3 separate regions of the Zea mays genome follow, and all the other regions are linked to region 1. A link is a contact called in public Hi-C data. All regions are on one chromosome and are shown on one strand. Each heading gives the region's core, a stretch centred on a gene start, on an enhancer-like site or on the middle of the called end of the contact. The rest is flanking DNA. Distances are from core to core; before and after follow the strand shown.

Region 1 (2,871 bases), core at 105-2,604:
GATCGACGGCGACGGTGGCAGCGGAGACCGTGACGACGGACGATGGGAGGGACCTCTATATAGCTGCGTCGATCTGGCCGGTGGCTGGAAGGAAGGATCTGGCGTTTCATCCCAGCGCTGATGCCGGCTGGCGTTTCTTGGCTACTAGGGAGACTCTGATGGTGCTGGATACTCAGTGGCAAAGAGTAGAGAAAGATACAAATGGCAGAACTGTTCACTGTATTGCAGGAACTATAGTTTATATACAAGAATATAAGTGATTTTTAATAATGTGTCCGTTGGAAATAACTGTTAGTAGTTGATCACATGAGATAACATGGTATACAACCAAATGTCGCCTCTCGAGAGGATGGGTCGGTGGGTCCCGGTTTGTATATATGACGTCGTCAGCCTGGCAAGAGGTTGATTGAGCTTAATACTAACTCTTGCGGTGGATGGAAATCGGAAACGGTCGCTGACCGGTGGGATCGCACAGTCTGCTGCTAGAAGCATGCAAAGGCTACATGCCGTGTTATTATTGTTATTAATATTTATTGCTGTCACGTTACATGACACCACATTACATGCATGCACGGTACGTAGGTTGTGCACAGCTAGCCAAGGGTGTTACTTAGTACTACCACAGTTCAGTTCTGGCAAGCCAAGGGTGTTTCAAGAGCTTTGCTTAGCACGCCTTCTGGCACCTGCAGTAGCGGAGGTGGCAGTAGCCGGCGGTCCACCCGCCGTCCTCCTTGACGCACTCGTTGCTGCAGAGGCGGTCGGAGATGCAGGGGAACGAGTGGTGCTGGCTCTTGCCCATGCACACCCGGGCCTCCGCCACCATCGTCGTCGTCGTCCCGCCGTCGTAGTCTGTGCGTGGATAGCGGAAGGAGGAAGAGTCCATGAGGCAGCAGAAATTAAGAATAATACGTGAATTAAATCAACGAATAAATCAGTATGCTTTTTTTATTACGTGAGAGCAGGAGCAGCGCCAGGAGGAGCGCGCACACGGTCGCCCTGGACTTGATGAGCTCCATCGCCGGCCGGCGTGGATCGGATCAGTGTTATTACGGACGGGACCGGAGACGCGCGTCCGTCCGATCAATCAATGGATCTATGGCCAGCGAGTTGCGAGCTCTATATAGCAGAGCAGGGTACTTATACTCACGTGGCAGCGCGGCACGTGGCGGCTCGCTCCCTGCCACCTGCTGCCACCGCACCGCGTGAGGCCAGCTAGCGGCCGGTGCTGCGAGCTCGTCGTCGACTCGAGACGACGTCAAGGACAACCTCCTCCGATCCCGTGCGTGGCAGACAGGCGAGGAGGGGTGGGTGGGTGGATCGGTACCATGCACCTAGAAAGTTTAGAACAGAAAGTTAGAATCAGCTGCTGGCGACGCTACGTACGGCACGCACTCGGCTCAGCGTGCTGCCCCTAGCTGACCTGGCGCGCATGCAGCCCGTGCGGGCAGCCACGTGCGCATGCGCGGCCGCCGCAGCTCGCCACGCGTCGCCGCTCTTGCATGCGCGCGCCGTCCACGGTCCACCGCCGGCCGCGCGCCCGGCCGCGCCTATATCTGCGAGCCAACAAGCAGGCAGGGTCATCCAGCATACGATCTGACGCTCATCCCACATCAGTAGTCGACCAAGCACAAGCAGCAGAGCCGGCCGGAATATGTGGACGATCAGGAAGGTGGCGACGCCGCAGGTGGCCGTCCTCCTGCTGCTCCTCATCGTCGTTGCGCGTACGTCACTATCACTATAGCTACACCACTAACATATATATACACACGCACACATCATCATGCGTACTACGCGTGCCTGCAATGCATGCAGAGGAGGCGGCGCCGTTGGCGGAGGCGCGCGTGTGCCGGCGCCGGAGCGCGGGCTTCAAGGGGGTCTGCATGTCCGACCACAACTGCGCGCAGGTGTGCTTGCAGGAGGGCTACGGCGGCGGCAACTGCGACGGCATCATGCGCCAGTGCAAGTGCATCAGGGAGTGCTAGCTAGCTAGGCTCTAGGATCTAGCAAGCTAGCTATATCGGCCTTTAATTAAATTAATAAGGATCGACGTCGTGGCCGGTCGCTAAATATGTACTACTATACGTCTACACTACATGCAATAATGCACCACATGTACGCGTACGCGCGCCGAGCTGTGTGGACGCCGCAGCTAGCATGCACGGCCATCGTTCCTATACGTCGTCGTCTGTCGTTCGAGTACTCATGAGCTGTGTCGTCGACGTCCACCCATGCATCCGGCCGCCACGCTTTGATGATGGTCATGACATCTTGACAATAAACACGTGCATGCAGTATTATATACATGTCCTGATGTTCGTATACTCTTATCGAAAAATTTAAGAGCGACAACAGTTTATTTTATATCAATAACTATGACAAGTTTGCATCCAAGTTACACTATTAACGACCTTTTGCTTGGTTTATCCCAGCTTGTGCTAGCTCACACCAAGTATTTGCCTGTACGTAATAATGTGTAATACAATTTTTATATTTTTTCCATGGCTGTTAAATATGTGAAATTGTTTCGAGATCGATAAAGATACGTGCTATGTAATCCTAATGTCTAATTTATCCTAATGTAAGTCAGCAACGTGCCAACACGGCCCGCCGGCCGCTACGATCGATGGGAGCCATGTCGCGTTCTCTCGATTTTTCTTGTCACATACATGCTCATCGGGAGTTACACTGGTGTGGACGGTGCATGTTCTCGCTTTCTCGTGTCGGCGTTCTCTCGATTTTTCTTGTCACGTACGTGCTCATCGGGGGTTATTACACTGGTGCTGCTGTATGTCTACAGCTTGAAGGCATATTGGTGTATACGTAGACATCTTGAGAGACATATCAAGTAGTGTGTACAACTTGTCATATTCA
Region 2 (2,871 bases), core at 105-2,604, 190 kb after region 1:
CAAAACTTTTTCTCTAAAAATGAAAACACCTTAAATGAACTTGGATCGAGATAAAATTCCGCATAAGGGTTAGGAAGGGAGTTAGGAAGGTTAACCTAGAAGATCAATTCCAAAATCTAAACGAAACTCCGCGGATTTGGGAAGTTCCAAACTGAATTGAGCATCAAGTGCCCTATAGCCCTTTGTTAGACTATCATGAACAATGTATGTACTTGGTCTTCAACTGTTCTCAAGATGTTCGAGTTTTTCTTGTGGCGATAAGGATTTTTTTGATCGACTGATTTTAGTTAGGGTTTTGTCCTTTTTTCTTAATTTACTTGTGTTCTAGTTTCCCTATCGGGGGTGTTTGGCATGGCTCCACTCTACCTTAGATCAGCTCTACTCTAAAAATCTAGGATGAAGGAGGTCTGGAGTTTTTTTAGGATTCTGGAGTAGTAAGGAGCCACTCTACAAAAATTATAATGCACCTTTCAAAACTCTATAAAGTTTACAACTCTAGAGCTAGAGTGTTTAGTTGGTTCTGGTCAGCTCCTCTTCAGAATTTTGCTCTGAAACCATGCAAACACCTACACATGTTAGTAGCCTTGTTTTATTTTTTTATAAATAAGTTTTTTCTACTGTAGTTGTGTGAACTTTTGTAATAGATATTCTCATTTGTACTAAAAACACATGTTCCATATGCTAAAAAAGCATGCAAATACAGAATATTTTATATCTTTTAAATAATTTATTTTGCTTATATTCTCTCATCTGCATCCACACACAATATCGCGTACATTGAAATGCTTTTGGACCTCTCGTGCACGCTCAAAGGTGAGCTTAATTTCGTGCCTAGATTGCACCATAGGTTGAAATCATCTTTGGATCAATTTTTTATGCTCGTGTGTACACTGCTCTAACTCATTCTGTCTTGTTTAGTTTTTTTTTATTTCTTTTTTGTTACGTGTTTTCTTTCTTTTTTATTCTTTTTCATTTCATGTTTTTATTCTGTCTTGTGTATAAGCACAAAGGAACTAAAAAATAGACTGGACTTTTAGCTCGTACATACATGTATAACATGTTAGTTAATCGTATATCACTACTGTTTCTATATATATGATATATATTTTCTTTATACCACACAAATCAACATGACCTTGATTAGAGGCGATTGAGACCATGGTTCAAATTCTGACAATTGATTTTTTATATTATATTTTACTGACGTATTATATTAGCGCATTATAGTAGTAGAGATGACTCTAAATATTTTGCCATAAAATCTTGGTCTTCACAAGGTGGTTTGACCTTTTTGCCCCTAAGCAGAAGCACCTGGCTCAAATATTCTCTGGAACGGCCGGCCGCGCCGACCACCGAACTGCACTGCAGACTGCAGAGCACCTCTCCTGTCTCCTCATCTCACGCTGACAAGATCCAATCACGACGCTAATCAGTCGTCCTAATTAATCGGCGGCCCCGTGATCGGATCGTACCCGCCGCAGATCACCACTGTCCAAGTGCCCAGTCGTAGATCCCGTGATCTTTTTTTTCTCGGTGGGGTTGCTGCTGCGGCTTGAAAGATGACGGAGATGGTGGTGGCGGCTCGGACGCCGGCCCCCGCGGCGGGGAGGTGGGGCGCGGCGCCGCCGCAGGAGCTGCTGGAGAGGCTCAAGGACTACGGCCAGGAGGGTGCCTTCGCCTTCTGGGACGAGCTCGCGCCCGAGGAGCGCGACCGCCTCATCCGGGACATTGAGGTGAGCAGCCACATAAATTTGGGCTGCCTAAAGGTTTCTTCTTTCTGTTTCTCTTTTGCGTGGTAACTGTTAAGAGACGTGCAGATATTTTGGTGTAAAAATCTGTCCTTTCTGTTGAAATAAGGACACGTTACAAAAACTCTTCACAAAAAACTTGGTTTTTACATAAGGACTCGTCGTAAAAATCTGTTCTTTCTATTGAAATCTGATCCAGAGGACACAATTAATTTTGGCGTTGCAGTTGTGACAGGATTTAGGATGCAACTTATGTTACATGAAATATGGTGAATGAAATAAATAAAAAAGACAAGCTGTTTTGTTGTAGTGTGAGTGTGATCCTTGGCTCCTAATGTTGGTAATTGAGTTGATGTTGCCCTTGAGCACTGATCTCAATTGTCATTCCATAAGCGAAGTGAATGCATTGATGTCACTGAACTTCCCTGATTGACTGTGGCTGACTTCCTTTATGATTCAAATTTCAGAGCCTAGATCTTCCTAGAATTGATCGGATTGTCCGATGCTCGCTTAGATCACAAGGTGAGCTTTCTCTTAGCGTGCTTCAATATGCAGTATAAGTTCCAGTGAGTGCTCAAATATTTGATGGCGTTTTAATGCAAGTACAGGTGCTCCTATACCAACCTTTGAGCCTGTTCCTGAGTCAAGTGTCTCGACAGTGGATGACAGAACTCCTGAGGACAAAGAAAGGTGGTGGAGGAGGGGCTTGAGAGCCATTTCAGAGGGGAAGTTGGCTGTTGTTTTATTGGCTGGTGGCCAGGTATTCTAGGACTCACTTAGATTGCTATGTGGTTCAGTGGTTGTCCATATTATGTTTTATGGTATGATAGAAAACGCTCATATACTTTGCTATTTGTTTTTATCAACTGGGGACAGGGGACTAGGCTTGGCAGTTCTGACCCCAAGGGATGTTTCAGTAAGTCTTCCCACCCAAGCCATTGAATTTTAGTTTTGCTTTCTTCAATTAGTGCTATGAAATTAGACCTAAAAGCACACATTTTTTGGGGCGTGAATTTCTAGATTTCTTTTATTCCCATTGTGGATTATGCATATAACAACATACCACACCATCCCATCTTCTCTTAATTTCTTTGTGATTGATGTGAGGATAATAATTTTGCAT
Region 3 (2,871 bases), core at 164-2,663, 140 kb after region 1:
CCCCTGGCCGTCGCCATCGTGTATGCCCTAACTCTCCCAGGGCATTGAACAAAAGCGGCGGCGTGTAGCCCGTTTTTTACAGCTATCCTCCTATACTCACCTAAACCGTTCTGGCCCATATTCATGGCATGTTCCAAATATCCTGTGTGATTTGTATGTCACGAGATTTACGTGAACCGACATGTTACGATTACCTGCCAATTGTGTTACAGCTTCATAAACATGGCTCACCACCACGTGCGACCCCACCACGTTCCCGGATGACGCGCGCGACACCCCCACTACCCGATCTGACCACACATGTCGCGTCAGATGGATATGCATTTGTTATTGGTAATTTAAACAAGCATAAAAGCCGAACCACCTCCTGATCACGTCCCGAGACACAACTATGCCAATTTACGCAGCCAATATCGGCAAAATACGCAAGCATAAACGCGCGACCCACGTTTGACATCTACGATCCCGTCGTACCCGAGCACCCCCACTATTACCATTTACGCATTCGTTTCATTCAAATTCCGTATGCATAAACGCGTAACTGCCCACGTACGACCCCACCATGACTCGGTGCATGCGCGCGGTACTCCCACCACCTGCCACGTCGTCCCGCGCCCGCACACCTACCCTGGCCGGGGCTCTCTCCAGTAATGGAAGCCCAACCCTATATATATATATATATATATATATATATATATATATATATATATATATATATATATATATATATATATATATATATATATATATATATATATCATTGTGGGTTCGTATGTTTGCGGGCACGGGTATAATATTTTCATACCCATGAGAAAAACCCGTCGGGTTGAGAATGAAACACATACCCCACGGGTACAAACTAATACCTAAATCTGTATCTTATAGTGTTTTTCCACGTGGGTAAAATATGCCCGTTGCCATCTCCAGGGGAGAGGAAACTCCCCCACATACGGGAAAGCACTATTCATCACATAGATTCATCGCATAAGTTAATTACATCATTCCTTTATGATATTTATCTTGTTTAAGCTCCGAAATATGAAAAAATTATGAATTGAGGCACATCTCTTCTGCTTTTAGATGATGTCTAAGGTCGATTCAGTAGTTTACAATATCACAATCCTAAACATAACTACTTTTTTTTTCACATATACTCCATCCGATTAAACAATTGAATCTTTGAAAAGCACACAGATATGGTATGGTCGTATGGAACATTATATTCCTCAGCATTTTACTCCCAAAGTAGTAAAAGAACACACGGACGTTGGCATATCAAGCTCGTAAAAGACCTTTCATTGCACGTGTCGTGTACTGCCTGCCCATCTTTTAGATGGACGCATTTCCTTCTGTCACAGGTCAACGTGCAGAAAAAAACGGCGGATGAAAAGAGCAACAACAAATCCAATCATCGAATCCGGTAGTGTGCAAGAGCGATCAAGAGAGTGCTTGCGTGCGCTGTTTTGGTAAAGTGGAGAGGAAGGCGAGTAGAGCCAGCTGACGAGTGACGCCACGCGTGCGTGCGTGCTGTGCCTGCCTGGCGGGCTTCTGGCCTTCTCCTCCCTCTCTGCACGGGGAAAAGAATAGAAAGGAGCCTTCCGCTCTCACGACGTCTCGACCCGTCGACCGCTTCGCCACCACAACCCCGCCGGAACCCTAACCCTAGCAGCGGGAGCCCCATCCGCCGGGCCGTACCGATGGGACGGTGAGTCATCCGTGCTCCCCCCCCGCGCCCTACTACTCCTTCCCACTATCCCTCGCTCCCTCCCTCTCCCACGGGCCTCTCGGGTGACGGGTGGAGAGGGCGTGCCGGTACACGGTGGGATTCGGTGTCCTCCGGGAGGTTTGGTCTGGTCCGGTTGGGAAATCTGGTGTGGGATTTATGCTGTTCTTTTTACTGGGTTCAGTGTGTGTGTATGTGTGGAAATTGCGGGCTCCGCTTCTGGGTGGGTGGGCTGGGAAGAAGTTCGGTGCGGTAAGCAGTGGCGCACGGGGAAGATCGTAACTTTAGGTCGAGACGAGTAGGAATTCAAGTTCCATTTTTCCTTGGGTTTTTTACTAGGCTAGTGCCTAGTGAACTTGGAGTATGTGATTTGCTCTTCTGGTGGAATTTGGGTTTGGAGATGTCCCGTTTTTCGGGTTCATAGGACAAAAAAAAAGTATATATAACCAGTGGTCTGGTGGTGGAGTGATGGATGGATGGAGGGAGATGAAGTGACTAGTGAGCACCATGCGGTTCCTACCACGAAACCATGCCTTCAGCCCGGTTTTAACCCATCTGGCGTGAATTTTTTACTTTTGTTTTTGCCTAATGCCATTCTGCAAACACTTCTGCCGCCTGCTGGCACATTTGTTGCCCTGGTGGTATATGACTGTCCGTAGATTTAACTTGTCCTTTCTTTTTATTACTTGCTGTGTTTCATGAAACTCCTAAATCCTACCAAATTTCACTTATAAAAAAACACTAGCGTGAGGTAGACTTTTTGTGACAAAATTGGCGCTGTAGCAAAGTTTATTATCATAAACATTGGAAGCACACAGCAGCCTCAACCGCTCCTACGATAACAATTGATGAATTGTCTGTCCTCTGCTTTAGGGGGTGTTTGAATTCACTAGAGCTAATAGTTAGTTAGCTAAAAATATACGAGTAGAATTAGCTAGCTAACTAGTAGCTAATTTACTAAAAATAGCTAATAGCTGAACTATTATCTCTAGTTCATTCAAACACCCCCTTACTCCAATTTTATCTTGTTGAGGATCTGAGAACATAGACGTAATTTGGTGCATAGGCAGTGTAGCAAGAGAAAAAAAATGGGACTTTACGTCAGGATGCGTTGTAATTAAAAGTTCCTGTTTTTGGATTTCTAGGCT

The links. Hi-C and Micro-C count contacts between places; a contact is called where the count stands out from the background.
Region 2: a contact with region 1 is called in a Hi-C map of ear, with 2.0 times the contacts expected there. The contact joins the promoter of LOC100383496 here to the promoter of LOC100280572 in region 1. A contact is called at or near these places in 3 of 25 Hi-C or Micro-C datasets (ear, leaf and tassel).
Region 3: a contact with region 1 is called in a Hi-C map of leaf, with 5 times the contacts expected there. The contact joins the promoter of LOC103641148 here to the promoter of LOC100280572 in region 1. A contact is called at or near these places in 16 of 25 Hi-C or Micro-C datasets (bundle sheath, ear, endosperm and 5 more) and 1 of 3 datasets of contacts at active chromatin or transcription factors (seedling).

Annotation. Positions count from the first base shown.
Region 1 is chr10:64,760,423-64,763,293 of Zm-B73-REFERENCE-NAM-5.0, forward strand. LOC100280572 (flower-specific gamma-thionin) reads right to left here and starts at 1,355. Exons shown (of 2, transcript NM_001153491.2): 1 at 953-1,355; 2 at 478-849. The coding sequence starts at 1,016. The coding sequence ends at 665. LOC103641146 (bifunctional purine biosynthesis protein PurH) reads left to right here. Exons shown (of 12, transcript NM_001353089.1): 12 at 1-328. The coding sequence ends at 2. LOC100280744 reads left to right here and starts at 1,482. Exons shown (of 2, transcript NM_001329491.1): 1 at 1,482-1,721; 2 at 1,813-2,266. The coding sequence starts at 1,500. The coding sequence ends at 1,986.
Region 2 is chr10:64,949,010-64,951,880 of Zm-B73-REFERENCE-NAM-5.0, forward strand. It overlaps LOC100383496, which reads left to right and starts at 1,355. Exons shown (of 15, transcript NM_001176144.2): 1 at 1,355-1,733; 2 at 2,216-2,270; 3 at 2,357-2,508; 4 at 2,625-2,664. The coding sequence starts at 1,560.
Region 3 is chr10:64,901,406-64,904,276 of Zm-B73-REFERENCE-NAM-5.0, forward strand. It overlaps LOC103641148, which reads left to right and starts at 1,414. Exons shown (of 9, transcript XM_008664519.2): 1 at 1,414-1,705.